Regions from separate parts of the Anas platyrhynchos genome. Here region 2 is linked to region 1. The links are chromatin contacts, called in public Hi-C maps. All regions are on one chromosome and are shown on one strand. The core of a region is the stretch at or near the end of the contact, and the rest is flanking DNA. Distances in the headings are between cores, read along the strand shown. Region 1 has its middle 10 kb from the start of COL14A1. Region 2 holds the start of DSCC1 (DNA replication and sister chromatid cohesion 1).

Region 1 (5,403 bases), core at 1,519-4,018:
AGTGAGCTCTCCTAAGGCTGCTGTAACCATTTGTTGGCTCAAGATTTGTGGAGAATTGCTCGGATAAAGACAAGAATTAGGCACAGTTTGGGTTCTGCCCTGCACGTGCTAGCAGAACTATCTGTGTTGTGTGTGCACCCAGGAAGTGTTTGGACACTGCCCATTGAACACGATCAAAGTGCTTTAAATATGAAACCAAAAATAAGAGGAAACTACACAGGAGGAAAGCAAGCTTCTGTTACTTTGCCTTAAACAAATAGCCAGGAGTAATTCTGCTCCAAAGCAATTGATCTGATGGCTTAAAGAATTACAGGGTATTGTGACAAAGATTGTGAAAGCTGAAAAAAAAAAAAAAAAAAAAAAAGGAGAGGCAGTAGTTTCCTACCACAAAAAGCAGATAACATCTTGAAAGATTTGGGGTTAACCTTTTTTTTTTTTTTTTTCCTTACTTTGAATGCTCAGAGGTCATATTTTGTGCACTCGTGCAAGTTTTGCAGCATCTGGATCTTTCACTAGATAAGCTGAACATCACCTCAGTCCACGTACTACACAAAAACAAGGTGTAAATAGGACATTCAGCCACACTCCACAAATCTTGCAACTCCATTTTCCACTACTTCCTCATTTACTCATTTAACTGCAGTGACTGACGTTTCATGTCAGGCTTTTTGACAAAGTACTGTAATCAGCATGTGATCTTGGTGGTTTGTTTTTCTTTTTTCTTTTTTTTTCCTGTTTTCTTTAGATCATCCATGGGGGTCTGGTTGCAACCTTTAATTTACTGATGACATCCTTCATAAATACTGGTTCAACCATTCTTGTAATATTGGTGCTACTCACAGTAATATTCTTTATCTTAGAGTTCACAGAAAAAAAGCTTGTCCCTGTCCTGTTTAAATTAACACTGTGCTTAAGGTAAGACAGTTTGCAACAGGGCTAGCAGGAAAATAAAGCCTTGAAGAGCACAAGGTTTCTTACAGTGTGATTGTCAGAGGCACTATTTGAATAGCAAAAGTTCTTCACAAGCACAAACAAAACCTCTGTCCCAAGGCTTGCAGTCTCGGAACATTGGCCACTAGTCAAGTATTTTCCCTCATTCAGGCAAAATTCAGTCCTTTCTACAACAGTCAAGCATTTTGTAGAAATTTATCATGTCTCAAGGTTGCAACATATTTCTGTGTATCACTGGATAAATGAAGGGAAACAGAGCTTTAACTTAGAGAAGATTTGCTTTTTAAAAGAATTCTTTGCCTGCAAATCAGCCCAGGCCATCTCCTACAGCTCTGGCAGGATCACAGTTTTCTCCATGCCCTGTTCCCACTGTAAGCCCTCTTCACACACAGGATGCTCTGCAGGATTGCTGAGTGCAGTTTGGCTGCTGCTGTTCCAATGCAACATGGTGCGAGATACAACACAGGGCGATGGTGCTGGAACAAGTCTCCAACTCATCTCTGCCACCCAATGCAGAAACAGGAGAAGCAAGAACAGGCTATGTTGTTCTGCTGTTTTTGAGGAAGAATTTTGGGGAAAAATGCCTCTTAATGTCCTAGATGTTGTACCTGGAGCCTAAGCCCTGCTTCAGGCCACTGTAAACTTCGGAGTGTTGATGATGATAATAATAATAGTTCAGCACACATAAGGAGTTACTGCTGTTTGGAACATCTGCCGTGTTAAATATTTGAAAGGTTTGGCTCGGACAATCAGTTCTTAAATGTGCTCTGAATGTTTTGAGCACACAACGTCTGCAACGACAGCAAGCATTTCAGTCCTTGTAGTAACAAACCATGTGTTTGTATTGCTTCTGCACATGCTGGTTTGTTAGAGCTAATATTAGTGTGTGTAAGAGACTGAGGAGTCAGCAGCTTAATTAAATCAAGATTCATCATGATCTTACTCTATCCTGTTCAATTCTTTTTCCCGATGCCAGGCAGGTGAATAATTTCCCTCCTTGTCTCCCATCCCAGACAGGCAATGTTTAAAAATGACCGGTCCCAACCTCTGCGAGAGAGTCAGCCTGGTCTTTGACTGACATCAGTCTTTTGATAGTTCTCCCTCTCATCCTCATTGCCCTCCTCTACTGACAGCCTGGAAAGCCTGGCTGGCAAGCTCAACAGGAGGACAGTTTTGTGTCTTTCACCTCTGAGCCTTCCCCAGTGAAATAATTCTGCAGAGATCCACCTAAGCTCTGCAAACCATCAGAGCCTACAAATGGGACTTGAACCTGTGTAATGATAAAAGCAATTCAGTTAGGATTTGACAGTATTCTGCTAAATTCAAGAGCAAAACTCATTGGTAAGGAAGAGGGAGGATAGGATCAGATCATTTCAAAGGGAGCCATAAGCACCTTTGAAATTCAGTAAGCTTCAGGCTTGGCTCCCACAGATAGCAGCTCTCTCTGAGCACTTCCCCACTGGTTCGTAGAGAGCTGTCTGCATGTCTGTCAATTGGCTGTTTCTGTACTGTGTTGGAAAAAGAGGCATTTTATTACTGAAATCAACTGTGAATCATAAAGGTGCAATTCACAGAACCATGTTCTGCCCTTCCATGTGGTCTAAAGCTCATTTTCTTCACATTTTTTTTTATTGTATCTGACGATAGTTTAAAAACTTGGGTAGTTAGTACCTGCATCCCCCCCTTCAGAAGAGGACAAAAAAAAAAAAAAAAAAAAAAAAAAAAGTGAAGGACAGCTTTGTTTCTTTGTTTCTCCAGTGTCCCACATTTTTCCTATACTTTATCTTAAAAAAAAAAATAAAAAAATCCACCCGTGGCCTTTTGCCATGTGCAGAAAGTATTACAACCATAAGGCAGGGCAGATAAGTTCAGATTACCAAGTACATGCTGTTCTTTTTCAAAAGCTTTCCTCATAAAACTTATGAAATATTTCATGGTATATACAATTTTCTGAATTAAGGGGCAAATGAACACCACAAGTGTGCAGTGCAGTGCTTCATTTTTGGGTTCACAATATTAGGTCGTAGCCTTGTGTGCCACATATAAGGTAATATTTGAAAATAAGGGTTTGAATGAGGCTGGTGATTTAATGATGCTTTTGTGTATCAGTGGAATGGCAAAATTCTGTATTGGCAATAGGTACAATGAGCACTCATTTTCTTTTTTGTCATCCTTTTTGCTAGAGTGATTTAGAGAACCACCATAGTCAAACCTGTGCTTCCCACACTGAATAATATTTCTTAGTAAGTCTGCATTCAGTGGGCAAGTCCAGTTCAGATGTACAAAACAATTTCCTAAGTATTTGCCTCTTATCTTTCTGCCAGTAACTGGTCAGATTGTAATTTTGCTTCTGCTTTTATATTTGTGCCATTTTTATACAGTTCATGCAATTCTCTCTGATTTTCAGCTGGGTAAATAAAGGAGAACCTCACCACAAATATTTACATTTGCTATTGTCATTTGCGTAACTGCATTCTCAAAGAGTTTTCAACGCTGTTTGTTAAACTGCCCCTGATTTTCTGCCAAGCAGGGCTCGGCTCTGCCACTTGCTCTAGAGGGAGCCTCTGGCTTGAGAAGATGGGAGGCAGGGGAGGGAGAAGAGCTCTGAGGGCTGCGAAGCTGCAGAGGCTGCAGGTTGATCCGCCTGACAGGTATCTGGCAAACCAGGACCAGAGCCTGCCAAAACTGAACATATGGGCTTGCAAAGAACAACTTTATGGCTAGAGAAGATTCAAAACACATAAAGAGTAATATTTTTCCACAGTCATGGGTTGCAGCTGATGGGGGGACCTGCTGTCCCTCTGCATGACAGGAGGCTTGAGGCCTTGCTCCTGCCTGGAGTCCGTGGGGTAAAGGGTGCTCCAGTGGGCCAGGGGCTGGATGAGAACTTGGCAGAGCAAATTCCAGCTCTGCTCCTCTGCAGGCCTCCTGGCTTTTGGTATCCATGCTGCCCACGTGGGATTTAACCTTCCAGGGGTTTAGGAGCTTGCCCAGAGACACTTGGAGAGCGGCAGATGTGGGAGTGAGGGACCTGCGGGCCGGCTGCTGGTTGTAAAACCCACTGACCATGAAGATGTCTGAGTGATCTAGTGGGACATACACAGGGCCTTTAGGTAGCTACAGATGAAACCTTAAATGCTGGTGGCCCTCTAAACACCTATATGCATTATCAAGTACTTTTAATGGATTAATTTTTTGTATGTCAGCACTTAATTTGTCCACAAATTTCACTTTGACTTCTTCATTTGTTTTTGGTCACTGTCTGTCCTCCTTGTGCTACAGAGGGGGAGCAGAAGCCCCCCATGTACCAAGGACTAAGGTGCCAAACCCTGAGATATTTGACTGCTGGTGTCGCATGGGACATGGCAGGGAGATCCACCACCAGCACATATGGGACAAGTATAAATGCTTCAGGGCACGTGGGAGCCACACACCTGCCATAATTGCAAGCAGTGGAACAAAACTCAGGTTTAACTGCTTGTATCCACCTGTGCTTCCTCTGCTCTCCTCTGCTGCAGCCGCAGTAGCTGCCACTTTCTTTTATAAGTCTCGGTTCTCTGATGGCAGCAGGTTGCCGCCCTGCTGGGACTCAGTGGGTGAAACGAGCACTTTTCAGGACAGATTAAAAACAGTACCACCCAAAAAGCAGGAAGAGTCTGCTGGAGCATGCAGGGAGTGATTATGTACGATCGTTTGTGTATACAGATTACAGCTCAGCTGACAAATGGCTCTGGTCTCCTTGATAGGCAATTCAGAGAGAAAACTGTTCTTGGGTGAGAGGCCACTTTGCAGCTTGACAAAAGGCATGAGGAGAGGAAAAGAAGGCCCATTACACGGGAGATTTAATAATAGTACATCATCACAGCCAGTTCTGTATGATACAGTTATGCAATGATTTCTCAGAGAACTGGCTAGATGGCCAGGAAGTCCTTTCCCATAAGCAACACTAATTGAATATGCAGCTGCATAACTCCAGCAAAATGACCAACAATAAGATGGTTGAATTAGCTGATATTATGAGGTCTTTTTTAGGGCTGTGATTCAGTTGTCCACACCTCGTTGTCTTGCACTGTATTTAAGTCAACCTTATGGACTTAATCTCCAGATGTGATTTGGAGGGGCATGGCTTTCCCCATAGGTCCTCTCTGCCCCATAAGAGCATCTCATATACCCGAAAGCATCTTCAGTGTCACCCGATATTTAAATGTATGCAACTGCACTGAGCCCCTAGATTCTAATTCCAATGAGATAAATAGTAGATGCCATCACTCCACTGCAATGCTTTTTTTAGATTATCTGCAGATGGAGGGAAAGAGCCCTGCATTAAACCACATGCCAAAGGTCATCTTTGCAATTACAAGTCTATTGTTAGGAGTTAATCATGATAGCTGCTGGAAAAGAAGTATCATCAAGTAGCCTTTAAAATGTGGACAATTTGCCCCTAATTATATG
Region 2 (5,403 bases), core at 1,875-4,374, 97 kb after region 1:
GTCTCACGGAAGTTTATGATAGGTGCTGAAATGGCATTCAAGGGTCTCCAGTCATACCTACAGATCCAGCTCGCACAACCACCTTCTGTGTTGAAACATGATGGATGCATCCACTGACAGATATTTCAAACAATGAGAAACTGTTGTTTAATGGGTGAAAATGTAACATGCACACTAATTTAAAATATTGCAGATGGCATTTCAACCGAAAAAATAAATCCTTGATTTAAGTTTTGTGAGTCTTGAATAAAGCAGTGCCTCTCGTGGAGTAATTTCTAGCAACTGTAACTCTGAATTGTGTAATTATCACCAGGCTGGTAATTTGTTATGGTATTCAACTTCAGCACTGTGCCAGCTTTTCCAGTGCTGGCTGTTATCTTATCATCACAGCTACCTATGTTGTACTTTGAAGGTCACTCAGAAGTTTCTACTGTGTGCATCTTTCTTTGACATTTAAACACCACATTAATATGTCGCCCAATTTTGTCACACATTTTATTGTAGTTCCCAAGCACTTGAATTGAAATCACACCTGGGAAGTCATCCTCCCGATGCAGTGCCTGATGACTAGTCTGATACTGGTGATGTGTAGCGTTATAGCAGATGTCATGTTGTCTCACAGTTCATTGTTTTATATCTTAGTTGTGGAGCTTTGGAGTTATTTGAACTTATTTTCTTCGCTTTGTCACAGCTGTCCTTGATTTATTTTGCTGTTCACATCCTTGATGTTTCAGCCCTGGAAAACATTATACAGTGCCAAGAACTTCAAAGGCAAGACTGTAAAAATCTTCAACAATCCATTTAATGTTTTGCTAACTTCAGTCAATGCTAGTCAACCAGATTCTGTTAACACTAATTTCCATTAACATTAGTCAATTGAAAAATTACTCCAAAGCTAATGTTGCTTGGTACTTGACTTACAGGCAGGACACATTCCTACCTCCCCTCCCCAACCCAGCTGAGGATGCAGGCTGTTCAGCTTTTCAGTTCTACTTCTCTCTTACACTGAGACCTGTCACAAGAGGCATACCTCTTGGCTGTAGACACACAGCAGTTACTCAAAGCCTCAGCTGTGCACTGTGGGGGACTGGTGTGAACTGGTGATCAGTAAAGAAAAGGTAGTGATGATAGGTGAATTAATAGCTTCTTCAACTCTCATTCTGCTATAGGTGAGTCTCACCTCTGCTTGTAATATCATAGAATCATAAAACCCTTAAGGTTGGGAAAAACCTTCAAGATCATCTGGCCATATGTTCCATGCTCATATGTTCAAACTGAAAACAGCACTCATTTAAACTGCAGCAACTCCAGAGCAAGTAAATAATCCCACAGGACTGTTATAAAATAATTTCAGGATCCTACCAAACTCCCTTAGCATAACATGCATTTTCTTATAAATTGACAGCAACATTGACTATTCAGTGTCTCCTCATTCTCTCTGCAATCCACATTCATTAACTGATTCATCTTTGTTTCAATAAATGAACTTCAGGAGTTCAAACGTAAAAAAAAAAAAAAAAAAAAAAAAATGTTTGTAATTCAAATATGAAAACTCCATAAATTTGTATGTTGGATTCAGTTCCTTGATTTCTCTTGAATCTTTTTGTTGTTGTTGTTTTTATTATTATTATTATTATTATTTTATTCTACAGAGTTAAAAGTAAAAAGAAGAAGAAATGGACATGCAAGTTAATTGAAAAAATTACACAAATTAAGGTAAAAATTAAAACCAGCTTAACTGAGCATCTATTTAAGCAGTAACTGTGTGAGCATTTACTTCATAGAACAGTGATTTTCTGGTTTAGCTTAGAGGTGTGTAAGAACAGACTTATATGGAAGCAAGATATAATTGGGGAGATTTAGATTAGAGATTCGGAGGAAATTCTTCACCCAGAGGGTGGTGAGGCACTGGGACAGGCAGCCCAGAGAGGCTGTGGATGCCCCATCCCTAGAGGTGTTCAAGGCCAGGTTGGATGAGGCCCTGGGCAACCTGACCTAGTGGGTGGTGTCCCTGCCCATGGCAGGGGGGTTGGAACTGGATAATCTTTGAGGTCCCTTCCAACCCAAGCCATGCTGTGATTCTGTGATTCTATGAAACTGAATTAAGACTGTACACATACCAGCTTGCACCTATCATCACTCAAGCACGGGACCTTCTGAAGGCAGACAGTGTCCAACTCTGTCATGTGTAACAGTCATCGCTACCTGCCAGCTGGGTTCCCAACCCACTGGCTCTGTCCCGTTGTCCAGGTCATTTGGTTCAGGCTTATTCTGAGCACAGTGAGGTTCCACAGGCAGAAACATGCAATGTAGGAGTATAAAGGATTACAAAGGAGTACAATTTCCAGCTGGATACTAGGGGGACTTCTTCACTGGGAGGGTGACAAAGCACTGGAACAGGCTGCCCAGTGAGGCTGTGGGGTCTCCTTCTCTGGAGATATCCCAAACCCGCCTGGATGCCATCCTGCACAACGTGCTCCAGGTGACCCTGCTCAGCAGGGGGGTTGGACCAGATGATCTTCGGAGGTCCCTGCCAACCTCGGCCATTCTGTGATTCCATAAAGCAGTCAGATAGCTAATGGACACAGTGCCAGAGGGGGGAGGCACACTGCCAGGCCCAGCATTAACATGCCCTGCAGTAACACCTCACTCAGCACAGAAGGACCAGGTGGTCCTGGGTGAGGTGGAGATGTGTCAGCCTCTGCTGCTCCACAGCGAGTACTGGTTCCCAGTGTTGGTGAACAGCTTTCTCCTGACCTTTATTTTTCTTACACTTTAGGGTTTTCCTTCGTGCCACAGCATGAAACCCAGCTGGAGCTCAAATCACAAGGGTTACACGAGCTGACCTTGGCTTGCCATGGTCTTCCCTGAGGGACAACTTGGCCATGGGAGAACCGGGTGCTTGCCCTCAGCAAACTACCAGACCCCACAGCATGCGGGAAGGAGCACGAGTGGGTGACAGTGAGCCATGGGGCAGGATCGAGCCTTCCCTCTGACACTGTGCCAAAACAGGACATTTTATGCATTTTTATAGGCAGAGAGAGAGAGATTTTACCTCAACCACTCAGTTATTGGGTGGGTTGAGTGACTTCCCTTCAGACCCGCCCGCCCCACCGATCGCTCCGGATGCGCCTCAACGACAACCACAGCATCAACCACCCAGCGGGCTCAGGGCGCCGGCTGCTTCCCGCCTCCCGCCTCCCGCCACAGCGAGAGAACGAGTGCGGGCGGGCGCAGCCGGCGCCATGCGGAGCAGGGCGGAGGTGGAGGCCACGCTGCGCAGCGCCAAGCTGAGCCCCGCAGAGCTGCTGCCGGCCGCGCAGTGCCTCAGCTTCGGGCCGGGGACAGCCGGCCCCGGGGAGTGCTGCCTGCTGCAGCTGGAGCCCGGCCTCTGCGCCCAGCTGGAGGCCGGAGCCAGGTACCGCATCCCCCCTGAGGCGAGGGGGGCTGGGGGGCGGGGGGAGGCAAGGGGCGGAGGTGAGCTAAGTTGGGCCCCCGGTGCGGTCAGGGTGGCTGAGGTAATGACAGAAAATGTAGGCAGCATCTGTTATTTTTGAGATTTTTTTGTTGGGGAGTGTTTGCTCCTTTTGTTTTCTTTCTTTCCGCGTGGAAAAAAGTAGGTTTTAGGGAAGAAACGCTGCTGAGATTTTATCTGGAGCAGTGAAGGGATTCCTGCCAGACGGCTAGAAATTTGGAAATCCTTAAAAGAGTCCTGCTGACTTCCCAGATCCTCCTGCTGGAGCTTGAGGTGGCAGAGCAGCTACCAGCCCCACAACCAGGCCAGCGAGGGAAGTTTTGGCACATGCTGGGGTGGTTTTGTGACAGCCTCAACCTCAGCACCAACACCAGAGAATAAGTTTTTGAGCCGGTTTTAAAATTTCTTCATTTATCAACTGCAGTGCTACCCATATGATAAAAATGTTTTGGGTGATACAACGTTAGAGCTCCCCCTAAAGAAAAAGGTCCTCAGAGATGCCCATCAGTGAGCTTGTTGGTGCTGGGTGGAAGATGGCTGGGGTGTGCCTGTGGTTGGGGGACCACTCGGGGCATCGCTGGGCTCTGGTCACACACCCAAGCTTTGGGAATCAAAATTAGCAATTTAATTAACTTGAAAGTGAGCACTTAGCTCCCCCAGGCTGCACTGAATTGTGGTCCTGCTTCGGTATTACCATGCCCTCACTAAAAATCTCCATGTAGTCAAGTATGAGTTGAAGAAAGGGATTTGCCTTGATTCTTTATCTAGAAATTTTATAGAAGTCTATTTTTATTTTTATTTTTTTTTGTGTGTGTTTCCTGCTTGGAATCAGTTGCAAGAAAAATGCAAGTTTGTCTGAGGGATATCTGAAGGATACAGACAATTTCTGATTGCTTCATGTTTCACAATGGGCTAATTTCTGTCCTCAATAAGGAGCAGCTCAAGCTATAATCTGTTTTCCAAGGTTAGTGAGCTGGTTCAGGCATTAAGCATTGCTAACTCAATGATTTGGGGGGTTTGTGTGAATAGGCAGGTGAGGAGGTTAGGCTGTGGTCTGCATGAAAGCCTTGAATACCTGTCTTTCAGAGTGGGAAAACTCAAAAAAGGAGAGGTAACGACAGTGTTAAGATATTTTAGATAAATTGACAATTATAACTTTACATTTTGTTACACTGTGACTGCTGCTACCAAATAGAACTGCAGTTTATAATGCCTTTACCAATGTTTAAATATAAAGAAAAAAAATCACGTGTTTAATAGGTGTTCAGCCAGAAATAGAGGTAAAAATACATCTTTATTTTTGTGCTTTTTTTTTTTTTTTTCAGCCTGGTAATCCGTGGTGAAAAAGATGAACAAGCAGTGTTGTGCAGCAAAGATAAAACTTACGACATGAAAATAGCAGATACCTCAAATATGCTGCTGTTTGTTCCTGGTTGTAAAACTCCAGAAGAGCTGAATGCAGATGAAGCATCTGGCAGTGTTATTCATTCACAGGTATGGCTTTCTGGGTTTTTGTTTGTTTGCTTTAATTCTCTAAACCTGTATTCTCCATATTTCTTTTTGTATTTTATACAGGAGGCTTATGTAAAACCCCGTGTGTTTCAAGTTTTCAAAGAATATGTGATTTCTTAGTGTTAGCAGCTCTTCTGAAAACATGCTGTTTGTAAACTGATTCTTATGAATTCTTTCCCCAAAAGGCAGATTATACCGTGTCACGCTTGAATATTATTTTTTAAGTACAGAAATATATTCAAAGGTTACTCTTTTTCAACTAACATCTGGAAAGATTTGTTGGAGTGGATGATTGCAGAGTTCTGAGTTTAGAGAATTCATTGTTCTCTGCTCCTTTAAAGTGTAGTTAATAAAATTCTGCTAAAAAAATAGTTAGGTAAACATTGTTACTAGTTCATTATTTGCTTTAATAGACA

Evidence for each region. Hi-C and Micro-C count contacts between places; a contact is called where the count stands out from the background.
Region 2: a contact with region 1 is called in a Hi-C map of F5 follicle, with 4 times the contacts expected there. The contact joins the promoter of DSCC1 here to the enhancer-like site in region 1. A contact is called at or near these places in 6 of 8 Hi-C or Micro-C datasets (F1 follicle, F5 follicle, liver and 2 more).

The regions. Positions count from the first base shown.
Region 1 is chr2:13,340,348-13,345,750 of IASCAAS_PekinDuck_T2T, forward strand. No RefSeq gene overlaps it. Among named protein-coding and RNA genes, the nearest start is that of COL14A1, 10 kb to the left of the region's middle. Within about 2 kb of position 2,769, at least 4 of the 8 cell types and tissues checked have an H3K27ac peak or open chromatin away from gene starts, as enhancers often do. A contact at or near this core is called in F1 follicle and F5 follicle, where this site is marked.
Region 2 is chr2:13,436,512-13,441,914 of IASCAAS_PekinDuck_T2T, forward strand. DSCC1 (DNA replication and sister chromatid cohesion 1) reads left to right here and starts at 3,125. Exons shown (of 9, transcript XM_038173957.2): 1 at 3,125-3,418; 2 at 4,801-4,969. The coding sequence starts at 3,246.